3 separate regions of the Mus musculus genome follow, and regions 2 and 3 are each linked to region 1. Evidence: chromatin contacts called from public HiChIP or PLAC-seq data. All regions are on one chromosome and are shown on one strand. The core of a region is the stretch at or near the end of the contact, and the rest is flanking DNA. Distances in the headings are between cores, read along the strand shown.

Region 1 (4,380 bases), core at 514-3,013:
TCCTTTCCTTCCTGATGCTCAGCAGCAAGATGTTCCAGTCTGGGATGATCTGAAGAAAGGGCAAAAGAGAACAGTGTATTCTGGGAATGCAGGCGCCGCCGCTGCTTTGGACTTGCTTCCAGCGGAAATCCCCATGCAGATCGTATCTTCCACGTGTCTGCTCAAACACTAAGATAAATGTCATGAAACAGGAGCAAAGGAGAGGCTTCTAAAACACCAAGATGCTTGAAAGCAGAGAATCCTGTAGGGCCTAGCAAAGACTTTTATCTCTCCGCTTCATTTCTCTAGGGAGTCTTAACTGCTCCAGATTCAATATCACCCTTGAGTGACTGGGAAGCAGCAAGTGGTCAAATTATTTTCACTGTCTGTATGGAGTCCCTGGTGTACCAGGAGGCCGATGCCTCCAGAGAAGACCCACAAATGACTGTCACGCACTGTGGGGGCCACAAGGAAGCAGTGTGCACACTGGCCTGGGAAAACAACACGCCAGAGTAACAGGGGTATTTTGCAAGCTTTTAGTTGATTCCTCATAAGGGCAAAGTCTAATTGCATCTCAGATATCAAAGTTGTGCTGCACAGAGCCCACTGTAGCCCTTAAAAAAATTTATGTTCTGTTTAGCAGGGCCAGCAGGTTCAGAGCCACGGTCACCGGCTGCCTAATTACTCTTGCGTGGTTCCCTTCACCCCACCCTTCCATTTGCTGCAGTCAAGAGTTATGGCTCTGATCATTCCAGGCTGTTTCTTGAACGTAACTGGAAATATTACACAGTGTGACCGCCTCCCTTCTGGGACTGGAATATGAGATATTGTGTAAGCTTGCCTCACATCCTTCAGAGCACATGGAGGTGGGGACTTTCTCCTGACAATTCCCACACTCTGTCCCCTTGAGTGTGCCAACCCCTTCTTGCAAGTCTGAATTCTCTTCTCACATTCAGAATGATAACAAAAGCACAGACCCAGTGGGCACGCTGGCTCTTAAAATCATGCTGACATTCAGAAAACGGAAGCAGGAAGAACATGAGTACAAGGCCAGCCTGAGCAAGAGAGTGAGAACCCATCATAAAAAAAAGACAAGAAGAAGAAGAAGAAGAAGAAGAAGAAGAAGAAGAAGAAGAAGAAGAAGAAGAGGAAGAGGAAGAGGAAGAGGAAGAGGAAGAGGAAGAGGAAGAGGAAGAGGAGGAAGAGGAAGAGAAGGGGAAGAGAAGGAGGAGGAGAAGAAAGGAAAGAGAAAAGAAAACCTGTTTCTTAGCTCTAGCATGAGTGGTCCTACTTTGCAGTCTCTTGAATTTTAAAAGACAGACACAGACATAACTGGTCCTCAACCATTGCTTCATACCAGTGGTCTTCCTCTTTAATACAGTTCCTCATGTGGTGGTGATCCCCAACTATAAAATTATTTTTGTTGCTACTTCATAACTGTAATGCTGATGCTGTTATGAATCATCATGTAAATATCTGATATGCAGATGGTCTTAAGCCCCTGTGAAAGGCTCATTCAATCCCCAAGGGGACTGTGACCCACAGGTTGAGGGCTGTTGCTTTATACCAATCTGAAGGCAGACATGCATCTACAAGCTGACCAATAGTAATATTCTGAGTTCTCACAAGGCAACTCTTTTGCAAAAGCACAGCATGGCCTGGAGCAATAGGCCTTTCTGTTTCAATAGCCAGGACCAAATGGCTAGGTCTAGGTGGATCCTGGAGTGCAGTCTTGGAACAGCCCACCAGGGCCTCAGTGCAGGTCTCCATGCTTTGTTCAGACATCTCCCTGCTGTGCTCCGAGAAGCTGTAGGGCACATTCATCCGCCCAGGCTCGAGGCCTTGCCTCACACTCGGCTCCTTTATCGTTTCAAGAGATTTGCACTGTGGAGGTCAAAGGGAGCAAGCCGGGCCAGGCCCCACCTCAGCACCAGCCAAAGTTGCTGTCAGCACCAGATGGAGAAATCGTCAGCCCAGCCAGGTAAGAGGCCAAGGGAAACCTCTGCCTCATCAGAAATACTTTGCATTTTTCCTCCTCTTTTTGCAGATGAGCAATGGTGAGAGATGAGTTCTGCCTTCTGAATGTGACTTCGTGGTCCATAGTGTAAGTGTGCATTATGCAGATGTTCTAAATGCATCAACACAATTCTCCAGAAAGCCCTGGAGACTAAGCTGCCTTGGGATTTTGCCACCGTAGGGTGCTCAGAGTCACACGAGCACACGGATTTACCAGTATGAAAATTATAGCAGACATCCACCAAGGCATCTGCTTTGCAAAGAACCTAAACACTAGATGCTATATCTTCTTGCATATCACCGCAGAATTAAGACTCATCTTTCTCCTTTCTGTTTATCCAGTCTGTTGGGTAAGTAGAATTGGCTAAACCAATGTTCTTCCCTTCATCAGCTCAAGTGACTTGTAGCTTCTCCCTCTTCTTTAAGGGAGGCCGTGCTGGCTCCTTGTTTTGGATGATTCTCTTGAGAGCCTTTCAAAGAGCCTGTTCTATTCTTTTTTTTCTCTCCACACAAGAACGAGTGCCATCTTCCTGCTTAGAGTGTCTTCCATGGTCTGAGGCCCACTGGAGAGCTTCCCTGGGAAACTTTTCCCCAGGTGTCTTGGGACATGAGGGAGAGAGACAAGGTAGAGAGAGGGGTGGAGGAGGGGCACCGGCTTTTATAGGAAAGTGGAGAAAACTCACCACACAGTTAATTAGAAAGTGCCATGAAGCAAGTCCAAACTTTATGGCTTTCCTAGAATTGATGACGGCTTCTAACTGGGCCTGCCCGCTCCCATGCAGGTGTGTGCAACCTCCAGGTCCATATGGTTTTTGGCTGCCCCGGGCCTCATTCTTTGTTTAGCCCAGGATCCTGTAACTGAATATCGCTTAATAACTTTTTGTAATAATGTAGCTTGAATCAGCTTCTAGGTCCAACCAACCTCTGCTTCCTACAGACTCCCGCTGTCTTCCTGGCACACCTGCAGGGAGACACAGCCCCTTGGTTGCCCCTAGGGCAATAGCTTACAATAGTCTTAGGCTTACAAAGAGGCAGCTGCGGGTTCAATGAGGGAGGAGGCCAGGGTATAGAGCTTACTCTCTAGAAGTAATTTGTTTCACTTAGGACCTGCCAGGAGGGCTGGAGTCCTGTGACTTGAAAAAAAAAAGCCAGAGTTTTTTTTACTAAAATAAAAAAAAATTATGGTAATGTATAACACACAAGCAAGCCCTGGCTTATACAATCTGATTTATAGGCACCCCTGAAGGTCCAGGTCACTTGGGAGCCCGAGAATGGTGGGGCCAGCCTTATTACCAAAGAAATTCTCTCCTTTCTCCATTTGTTGTGGTCCTGATACCCTCCCCTTCAACCCCTCTGCCCCACCTCCTTAACTAAGGGCATCACACTGGGAAAAGTCCCTTGTGGCTGCAAGTCAGACTCAGCTGGATTCCTGGTCTTAGTCCTGCAATGAGGCAAGCCTGGAGTTCCAGAAAGTGGGTGCTCATTTGATTCTTTTGGGTCTTTCTGAATTTCAGAATGTCTAAGGAGCTTTTGAAGGATACCGGTACCTGGTCTCACTGCGCTAAATAAAAAGTGTTCTGGTGAGTCCAGAGAGTCCTTGGCTGGGCAAATGATTCTCCTTGGGAACTCCCTTCAAGTAAGGTGCAGCCATGGTCACTTGTTGTGCTTTGACGTGTTTCCCTATGCCTTCTGTCCTCAGGGGTGGGGGTGGAGCTTGCTTGAGCCTATAGTGCATCCTTTGTGCCACAAAACACAAGAGCAGGTGATAGGAGGGAGGGAGGCACAAAACTGCACTTTGGTAGTTATCTAGGACTCTAAAAATAGACGCAGAATCAAGAAAGAAATAGACACATGTGTTCTGTCCCCAAAGTCCTGAGCAGGGAGCAGAGGGTCAGACATGTCCCAGAGGGTCAGCAAATGTTCCAGGAAGCCCTTACCCATGGAAGGATGCTGCCATTCAGCTGGACGGAGGCAGACTCCATGACCCTTTGGGGCTGGAGATGGAAGAACAGAGCACGGGAAGGGGTTTCACCTTTTTTGTGTTTACTCCCATCATAACGCTGATCGTGCCCAGTCCCAATCTGCACAACAGTGGCAGCTATACTAGAATTTATTTACACATGAGGACTGAAGAATCATGCTATCCATCCATTTGTATTATCTCACCACATCTGAAAAAAAGAAAGAGATAATTGATGGGTATTGATGTGTTTTATAAAACCAAGAATATGTTCTGTAGGGCACAGTATGGTGCCGTGGGAGGAGGTAACTCAGTGGGCCCATGCTGAAGCATCGTACCAGTCATATAATGGGTTTAGTATACAATAGAGTTTATTTGGGGGTGTGGGAAGGGGAGTTGAGACAGGAGTAGAGGCAGAGAGAGAG
Region 2 (4,380 bases), core at 1,344-3,843, 490 kb before region 1:
CAGGCTGGCCTCGAACTCAGAAATCCAAAAACTTGTGATTCTAATGGGGAGTGTGTTTCAGCATGGGTTTTAGAGATAAACTGTACTCATACCATATCATCCTTCTTGTACAACATTTCTCAGCATCTTAGAAAAGGATGGATGTAAGCTTGTGGGACTGAAACACTGGAAAGAATAAAGTACAGTACAGAGTGCAGTGAATTCATTGCCTGAGATGGGCTCTGAGCTTCAGCTATCTGAAGATGAATTGTAATTATTTTATTTTAAATTAATAAAATTTAGTCTGTCTAAAATTTACAGTGTTGGGTAACTTGAAACATCTTCTGAGCCGGGCAGTGGTGGTGCACACCTTTAATCCCAGCACTTGGAAGGCAGAGGCAGGCGGATTTCTGAGTTCAAGGCCAGCCTGGTCTACAGAGTGAGTTCTAGGACAGCCAGGGATTCACAGAGTTTCTATCTTGAAAAACCAAAACAAACAAACAAACAAACACCTTGTGGATGATTGTGAGGGTAATTATTACTCAAGCCCAAACTAGACCCTTACCAAGTTTTCCTGAGTTGGTTTCTTTTAGATAGCTAACACTTAACTGACTCTGAAAACATGAAGAATGATTAACTAATTTGTTTTGGGTTCATATCATACAGTGTGGGAAAAATATTCCCCACGTTGACATGTTTATGAGATGCTAAAGGTGGTTTTAGGGCGGTGAAGGGCTACTTTTTTTTTTTTTTTTTTTTTTTTTTTCTTTTTTCCGGAGCTGAGGACCGAACCCAGGGCCTTGGGCTTGCTAGGCAAGCACTTTACCACTGAGCTAAATCCCCAACCCCAAGGGCTACTTTCTTGGCGGACAAAGAAGTGACTTGGCGAGAGGAGGAAGCTGCTCCCTCTGGCAGAATAAGCTTGTGATTTCTGCTACTAGATCTTGAGTAGTATCACTGAAGTGTTTATTTATGTTATTTTTAGGTGATACACAGATGAGGAATAGGAGAGGGAAGAGTAGGGGAAAAGAATAAGGAACACATTGAGAATAGTAAAAGCTCTGTCCTTGAGGAACTAATGGGCAGACAAGTAGGTACTAGGAAAAAGATCAGGTAAATTAAAGAGAGGGTATCAGAGGTGTCGGAGAAGCTATTTTAAATAGAGTGATTAGGAGAAGGTTTTCTGATGAGCTGATGGAGAAACAGGAAGTGTGAGTCTCAGAAGAGATTCCAGGTAGGAACTGAAAGTGGAGAAATCGGTTTGAATACTTCAGAAATTGCAGATGGCTTCCTAGCTTGGTTTATAGAGTGAGTGATAGAATTTGGAGAGGGTAGAGGTTGTATCTTCAAAGGTTTCTAGGCCAAAGAGCGAGTGAATCCTGCTCTGTGGTGAAGGGCAGAAGGGGTTTCAGGATGGAGGGTAACACCATCTTTCTTGCTGCCCCCTGACCCCCAAAAACCAAGGGTTTCTTTGTGTAGCCCTGGCTGTCCGAGAACTCTCTGGTGACAGACATTCGCCTGCTTCTGCTGCCTGAGTGCTGGGAGGAAAGGATGCCCCACCTCCGCCTAACTCCTTCATGCTCTTGGCAGCACTAGGAGTGCAGAGACAGGGTGCCCAGAGTGTGCAGGTGTTCTGTACAGTCCAGAGAATGACTTATAATAAACTAAGTCATGCTTTCAGTTTATTTTTATTTTATGTGTATGAGTGTTTTTCCTGCATGTATATATGTGTATCGTGTGTATGGTACCCACACAAGTCAGAAGAGGGAGTCAGATACAATGGAACTAGAGTTATGGATGGTTATGAGCCACCATATTGGTGCTGAGAGCTGAATGCAGGTACTTTTCAAGAACGGGTGTTCTGAAAAACTGATCCATCTCTACTCATAGTATTGGTTTTGAATGAGTGAGTTTCTAAGATAGATAGCAGAACACCTTTAAATAAGCTGGTTAAAATGTCTAGCAGAAATCAGTTGAGAAAGCCCACTGAGGCAGGTAACTAGAGTTGTTGATAAAAGTCTCCCATGTCATTCCACACCCCCACTTGAGGCTTCCAAGTAAAAGAATAAATAACAACTAACAGGTAATGTCATCAAATCCGTCAGAAACCCAGTGGGGAAGCACCGTTAGGGCTCCTAGCTGGAGTTCCAGATCGAGAGAGCCCCTGGCAGAGCAGAGTCTCCCCAGGAAGGCTCCCAGCAGAGCAGATGGCAGTAACAGCATCAAATCTGGAGCTCACAATAACCAGCAGTTAAGTTAGCTGGAGTTCCCTGTGAGCTTCTCTCCAGGGTAGTGCTTCCCGCAACTGAACTCCCAGCGTCTCACACTCTTACAGCATGGGATCAATCATAGTAACATCTCTTGGAAATCCGTTTATCCGTTTTAGTTGTTGTTAGAACATGATGTTTTTGTCCTTGAGCTGTTTTGTTCTCTTCCCTCTCTGTCACAGAGCTGGTTTTGTTTTGTTTTGTTTTGTTTTGTTTTGTTTTGTTTTGTTTTGTTTTGTTTGACTCTTTATTCATTCTTGTGGTGGGGGCACATGCCTAGACAAGGGGCCTTAGAGGATACTTAAGACAAACGTGTTTAGGTCTGAAATGGGGAGGGACCTCCGGAGCCAGCTTCTCCGGGAGCCGAAACAGCTCCTGACAACTCATCAGTACAGAGCGTGTCAGCAGGGTTGAGAGTGTAGCAACAGGGCTGCTTTGGAAGGCCTGGGATTGGTGCTGTGGCCTGGGCAAAGGAAACAAGGCCCAAGGCATTGTTGCTGCTCCTGCTGCAGGCTTTCTGATGGACTGTTGTAGGCTGCAGGAAGGACCAGGGGTGAGTGCGGGGCGCTTGGCTCAGAGAGACTGGACAAGCGGATGTCAAGATTCACTGAGAACATGTGTAAGCTTGAAGGAACATACTTTCAGACTTGTCTCTGCAGAATTTGATTATAAATGGTATACATCAAATGTGTACATTGCTATTTTATTTATATTTTAAATAAGTTGCATATTCATATACCACAAAATTTACACATTTCAAATGTATCATATTTTACCAGTTTTGTATCATTTTTATTATTACAAAACAAGAAAATCTATATACAAATGTCACTCTTATTTCCAGCCTTTGGCAACCATGAATCCATGGATTAATCTATGAATTAATCTAGGTCATATGTTGTGTGGCTTGTATCTAGCTTTTCTTTCTTTCTTTCTTTCTTTCTTTCTTTCTTTCTTTCTTTCTTTCTTTCTTTCTTTCTTTCTTTCGGCTTAATAGTCTTTTTCCAAGTCTCATATAATATATTGTAGTATGTATCAGTACTTCACCTCTTTGGAAAAATTAGATTTATTATATCTGTATTACTGTTTTGTTTGCTTGCCTGTATGTGTACCGTGTGCATGTCTTGTGCCCTAAGAGATCAGAGGTGGGATGGAGTTATGGATGTTTGTTAGCCATCATATGGGTGCTGAGAACCAATCCCTGACTCTGTGAGCCATTTCTCTAATCCAACTCTTCATTTCTTCTTATGACCAAATAGGATTTCCTTGTATAGTGTTCTAGTCAGACTTTTGTTGCTGTGACCATATATCTGAGCAAAAGCAATTGAAAGTATTTATTTTTGGCTCATGGTTTTAGCTGTTTCAGTTCGTGGAGCAGATAGAGAAGGTTAGGTTATGTCTAAAGATAGAGTGTAATATACATATAGTCATAGCCAAGTATGTACGTCATGAAATGTTAGTAAGCTACTTGTCCTATATTACTGTTGGCAAACATAAAATAACAGCTATTCTTATTATCACACATACATTATAGAGTATAACAAAAGTTACAATATACTTTATTAAAGAATATACACATTTTTGGTGTGCTTTTTTACTTAAGGGAAAAGCTATTTTCAGAAATGTTAACTCGTATTTACTAAATGTCCATGTAACTTACTGTGTAAAATTCTTTGGTTTCTCTTACTGCTGCAGGAAGCTTATGTGCCTCATTTCTTACTCAGAATTACCAACTGCCAGTTCTTGATACAATGTTTATAAGGAAGAAATACAGAGGAAAAGATTTGGGGCTTCATATGCTGGAAGATTTTGTTGATTCCTTTACAGAAGATGCACTTGGCTTACGGTACCCACTGTCTTCTCTCATGTACACAGGTGAGTGGACTGAGCTGGAAAATGTTAAACTTGGTGTCACCTAAAGTTTGTTTCTCCAGAATATTGTAAATGTATATTACCAGTTTTAAATGAGTTTGAAAGTTTTTACTTTCTAGGACTTAACTTTACAAGTGTAATTTTATTTTATGGTATCTAGTTGTTATATAGAGGATAATTTTTTTTTATTTTTTAAAATGTTTTAAATGGAGACAGGCTAGTCTGGCTTTGAAATAACGATCCTTTTGTCTTAACCTCCAGG
Region 3 (4,380 bases), core at 1,342-3,841, 280 kb before region 1:
GGCTTTGATTTCAGCTTCCCACCAGGGCGTGCCAAGCGAAATCCATTAAGGTTTAAATTGTCCTATAATTTCTGCTTGCTTCCGGTGACTCTAACACATATATCCAGTCAACAAGTAAGTCACGCCCGAGGCTTGTCACTACACACTATGAAAATGAAAAAAAACAGAGATGCATTTTTTTTTCAAGCTGACACCTGAGTCTTTCTTTGGTCAGGGAGAACTTGGCCAGGTGATGTTCGTTTTTTCTTGATAAATCAGAGTCTTGTGAGAGTGTTCCAAGGGATGGGAGGTGGCCGCAAAGCTCCCTCTTGGCATTAATGTAGACAAATGAACAGTGCTGACATTACCAAGGACTTTCCAGCTATCCCATCTCCTGCTGAGTGACTCAGTCATCACTGCCTGTACTGAAGGATCCACACCATGTGACCTCAGAAGTAGCCTTCTTGACTCAAAGGGAAGGATGAAGAAGGAGAAGAAGAAGAGAAAAACCACAGAAAACGGCCTTAGTTCTTTTCCTCTTGAAATCTCTGTATTAGTAAGTGGCAGGAAAGTATTTTCATGTCTGACAGAAGTGGGTGATCTTTCTCTGCCTCATCCCCCCCTTCTCTCTCATATATCCTAAGTTGACGGTGAACTCACTTTGTAGTTAAGAATGACCTTGGATTTCTGATCTTTCTGCTTCTACCTCCTAGGTGCTGGGATTACAGGCATGTCCCCACATCCATGGTCCCCACTAGAAAGGCAGAGACAGGAAGACTGCCCTCTCTTCCATCCTGCCTGGGTCACATTGTTCTGTCAGGCAGGGCTACATGGCAAGACTTTCTAAACCAAAGACAACACCAGAGGTTGAGAGATGGCTTAGCAATTGAGACTCTGTACTGCTCTCACTGAGAACCCGAGTTTGGTTTTCAGTCCCCACATCCAGCAGCTCACAACTGCCTGTAGCCTTACGTCCAGGGAATCTGAAGCCCTCTGGCCTCTGAGGGTAGTGTAGGCAAACTCACAAACTCATACTCAGGCACACATATGTACACATACTTTAAAAAAAAACAACTTTAAAAACAACAAACAAAAACTCCAAACAAACCCCGAACAGCAACAATAACAAAAAAGAAAAAAAAAAAAAGAAAAAGGTAGCCAAAGAACATATGCAATAATAGCACACACAAGATGGTTTCTTGGATCAGAGAAGAAGGTATCTGTGGCAGTCTGGCTTTGTAAATTAGGGTCCCTGGAAAAGTAGAAAATATTTGTGGAATTTGAAAACCTTTCATCATGGAAAATTTCAGACACACACACACACACACACACACACACACACACACACACACTTTAACCTCGTCCTTTCATTACCCACTCTATATCAGCACAAGGAGATAGTACTTTGAATAGTCTTTATCAGTCTCTCTCAAGTGGATTATCTTGCTGGACATATTAGACATAATTTTTTATCTGTAAATAGGTCAGTCAGTGTGTATCTGTGTAAAAGGCATGGTATTCCCCCCCCCCCACTCTCTCTCTCTCTCATCTACAGTATAACTACACCACCTAAAAATCCCACCATTTGTTCCTCAATGCTGTTAATACTTCATGCACTTTTTGGACAGACTGGTTGGGGAACTTTCAGGCTAGGGGAAGGGCAGGGAGGCACAGCAGGTCATTGGAGACCCTGTCCACACTGCTTCTGTCTGGTGTCCACAGGTATAATTAGGCCATGACCTTTGCAGACCCTCACACAGCAGCTAACTAATGCAAAGCCAAGGGGAGGGAAACATCCCAGACTTCCTGGCTTCGGGGAGTCTCCTTGGGTATGCTCCGTGCCCGCTCTTACTCTGGGTGGGCTAACCTGCACAGTCCCACATTATGGGCCAGCCTGCACTGCCTGCTTACAGCAGCTGTGGGCACCATTTGCCCGCCACATGGGTGGGATCCATGGCATTCTGAGAAAGTTTCAGATTGGATAGTAATTATGGAGTGGTGTTAGTCACAGAGGTTTGGGGGAGGATGCTAAGGTTTAGAGTGAAGGAGGGGACAGCGAGGACAAGGAGGCCTTTGTCCACCACTTGAACCACTTTAGCACAGCGTTCAGGGCAGATGGCCGAGATGGACCCCTGAGACGAGCTTCTTCACATTTTTTTTCAACTTTTCAGACAGAAGTTCCACAGTCCTACGCCTGGGGCTATCTGAAATATTGAACTAAATCCGTCAAAACCTTTTAGACCATTGTTTTAGGTTCATTTGTATTTTCTCCAAATTTGGGCCTAGCCACTACTATCAGTAATAATTGTGACAGGAAGTGACCTAGCATACATTTTCAGAGGTTTAATCCATTATCAGCATAGCAGGAAGCCTGGCAGGCTGCAGGCAGACATAGATAGAGCTGGAGAAGGAGCTGAGAGTTCTACATCCAGATCCATAGGCAGCAGGAAGAGAGCGAGAACCTCTGTGCTTGGCTCAAAGCCCACCCAACAGTGACACACTTTCTCCAATGAAGCTACATCCCCCCAACCCCCCACCCAGCAAGGCCACATCTCCTAATAGCACCACTCCCTGGTGACCAAGCATTCAAATCAGTGACCCTATGGGGGCCATTGTTATTCAAGTCTCCACAGAATCTCACTGTCTCTCTCTATAGGTGAAGCCTAGTGTCTGCTTAATTCAAGCCAACAAACGTAACCCCCCCAACAAACGTAACCTCTTCAAGCCCCGCACACCCCCCCCCCCGAATCCCCCCAAATCATCATCCCCCCCCCCCCCCCCCCCGCCAACCAAAGCACGACTTATCTTTACAGGATGTGTAACAATTTCCTCTGACTCATGAAGTCAGGATCAGGAAGCAGATAGCCTCACAAACCCGGAAAGCTAAAATATGCAAGACCCTCAAGGCCCTGCTCTGGGGTTGTAGAATCAGTTAACAATTGCTGCCTAGAAGAAACTCCCACTAGCAGGGACTCCTGGAGACTCTGACCCATCTGCTGAGCTACCTGCAGGTTGTGCAAGGAGTCCAAGAGTCCTCATGGGGCTGGGGTGGGCTGATTTTGAATCACCCAAGTTTCTCAAAGTAACCTATAAATGGATGGGTTTGCCATAGTGGACTTTGTGGGTTTGTTACTTGTCCGGTGAAATATCTTGTGTGAACAGACCTTTGTTCACATCTCCCCAGGTAAAGTTAATATAACAGGAACACGGCAACTCCTGGCAAGAATGAAAACTGTCCACAGATAATCCAATAACCCACTCTAATGCATCGTTCTTCTGGCTCCTCAGTATCACTGGAATAAGTCCAATTTCTCCATAGCCATTTGTTGGGAGCCATTAAGACAACACAATTGTCCTGATCTCTGAATTGGGCCTCCCCCCCCCCCCCGAGAAGAAAGGGGGGTCAAAAGCGGGCCACGACACACTGTTCCGAGAACAACCACAGGATGTTCCAGCCCTAAGTCAGTGCCAGATGTCCTGACCACACCCTGATACCACCAAGTTCCTGCTTCCCCATGTAACTGCCTAAAGAATGTGCAATTCTATTGCCCCACCCCTCCTGTGCAATTCTATTGCCCCACCCCTCCCACTGATAAGTACCTGTACTTCCCCTTTTGTTTGTGCAATTCTACTGCCCCATCCTTCCTGCTGAATGGCACTTCCCCTTTTGCTTGTGCATTTAAACCTTGGGCCTGGCTAATACATTGGAACCTTGATGCCACTCAGTACGTTTCCATGTTGTTATTCGCACAAGGTTCTCGTCTCTCTCTATCCCCCAATTTGGTTCTTAGGAGAAGGTCCCCTCGAGACCCTTGAATAACTGGACCTGCTGGACGGGTCGGCCATTATCTTCCAAACAACCATATGCCTTCTAGGTCCTTCCTCCCTCCCTCCCTCCCTCCCTCCCTCCCTCCCTCCCTCCCTCCCTCCCTCCCTCCCTCCCTCCCTCCTTCCTCTTTCTTTCTTTCTTTCTTTCTTTCTTTCTTTCTTTCTTTCTTTCTTTCTTTCTTTCTTTCTTTCTTTCTTTCTTTCTTTTTCGAGACAGGGTTTCTCTGTATAGCCCTGGCTGTCCTGGAACTCACTCTGTCGACCAGGCTGGCCTCAAACTCAGAAATCCACCTGCCTCTGCATCCCAAGTGCTGGGATTAAAGGTGTGCACCACCACTGCCCGGCTTCTAGATTCTTAAAACACATTCACTCTGTGAGGTGCCTGCGTTTCTCCTGCTTCTGTTGGGCACAGGATGGAAATGCTTCCTAGGTTAATGCTCAAGGCCTAATTTGTCTTAGGCTCCCATTTGTCAATTTCTAGCACAGATGACCGCCATTATCAGCCTTCCTTCGCAGGCTACTTTGGCTATAGTGCCACCATGTATAAGAACATCAGTCCTGACTTAACTACTT

What was found. HiChIP or PLAC-seq counts read pairs in DNA pulled down with a chosen protein or histone mark.
Region 2: a contact with region 1 is called in an H3K27ac HiChIP or PLAC-seq map of embryonic stem cells, with 4 times the contacts expected there. The contact joins two enhancer-like sites.
Region 3: an H3K27ac HiChIP or PLAC-seq map of embryonic stem cells shows a contact between it and region 1, with 7 read pairs. The contact joins two enhancer-like sites. A contact is called at or near these places in 4 of 484 Hi-C or Micro-C datasets (the N1E-115 cell line, bone marrow-derived macrophages and nephron progenitors), 5 of 115 datasets of contacts at active chromatin or transcription factors (all in embryonic stem cells) and 1 of 9 other capture datasets (embryonic stem cells).

Annotation. Positions count from the first base shown.
Region 1 is chr13:97,598,523-97,602,902 of GRCm38.p6, forward strand. Gm34087 (a long non-coding RNA gene) reads right to left here. Exons shown (of 5, transcript XR_873831.2): 5 at 4,088-4,166. Among named protein-coding and RNA genes, the nearest start is that of Gm34087, 22 kb to the right of the region's middle. Within about 2 kb of position 1,764, at least 34 of the 459 cell types and tissues checked have an H3K27ac peak or open chromatin away from gene starts, as enhancers often do. A contact at or near this core is called in embryonic stem cells, where this site is marked.
Region 2 is chr13:97,103,013-97,107,392 of GRCm38.p6, forward strand. Fam169a (family with sequence similarity 169, member A) reads left to right here. Exons shown (of 13, transcript NM_001100458.1): 6 at 3,942-4,121. Among named protein-coding and RNA genes, the nearest start is that of Nsa2, 33 kb to the right of the region's middle. Within about 2 kb of position 2,594, at least 14 of the 459 cell types and tissues checked have an H3K27ac peak or open chromatin away from gene starts, as enhancers often do. A contact at or near this core is called in embryonic stem cells, where this site is marked.
Region 3 is chr13:97,318,045-97,322,424 of GRCm38.p6, forward strand. No RefSeq gene overlaps it. Among named protein-coding and RNA genes, the nearest start is that of Gm33390, 21 kb to the left of the region's middle. Within about 2 kb of position 2,592, at least 19 of the 459 cell types and tissues checked have an H3K27ac peak or open chromatin away from gene starts, as enhancers often do. A contact at or near this core is called in embryonic stem cells, where this site is marked.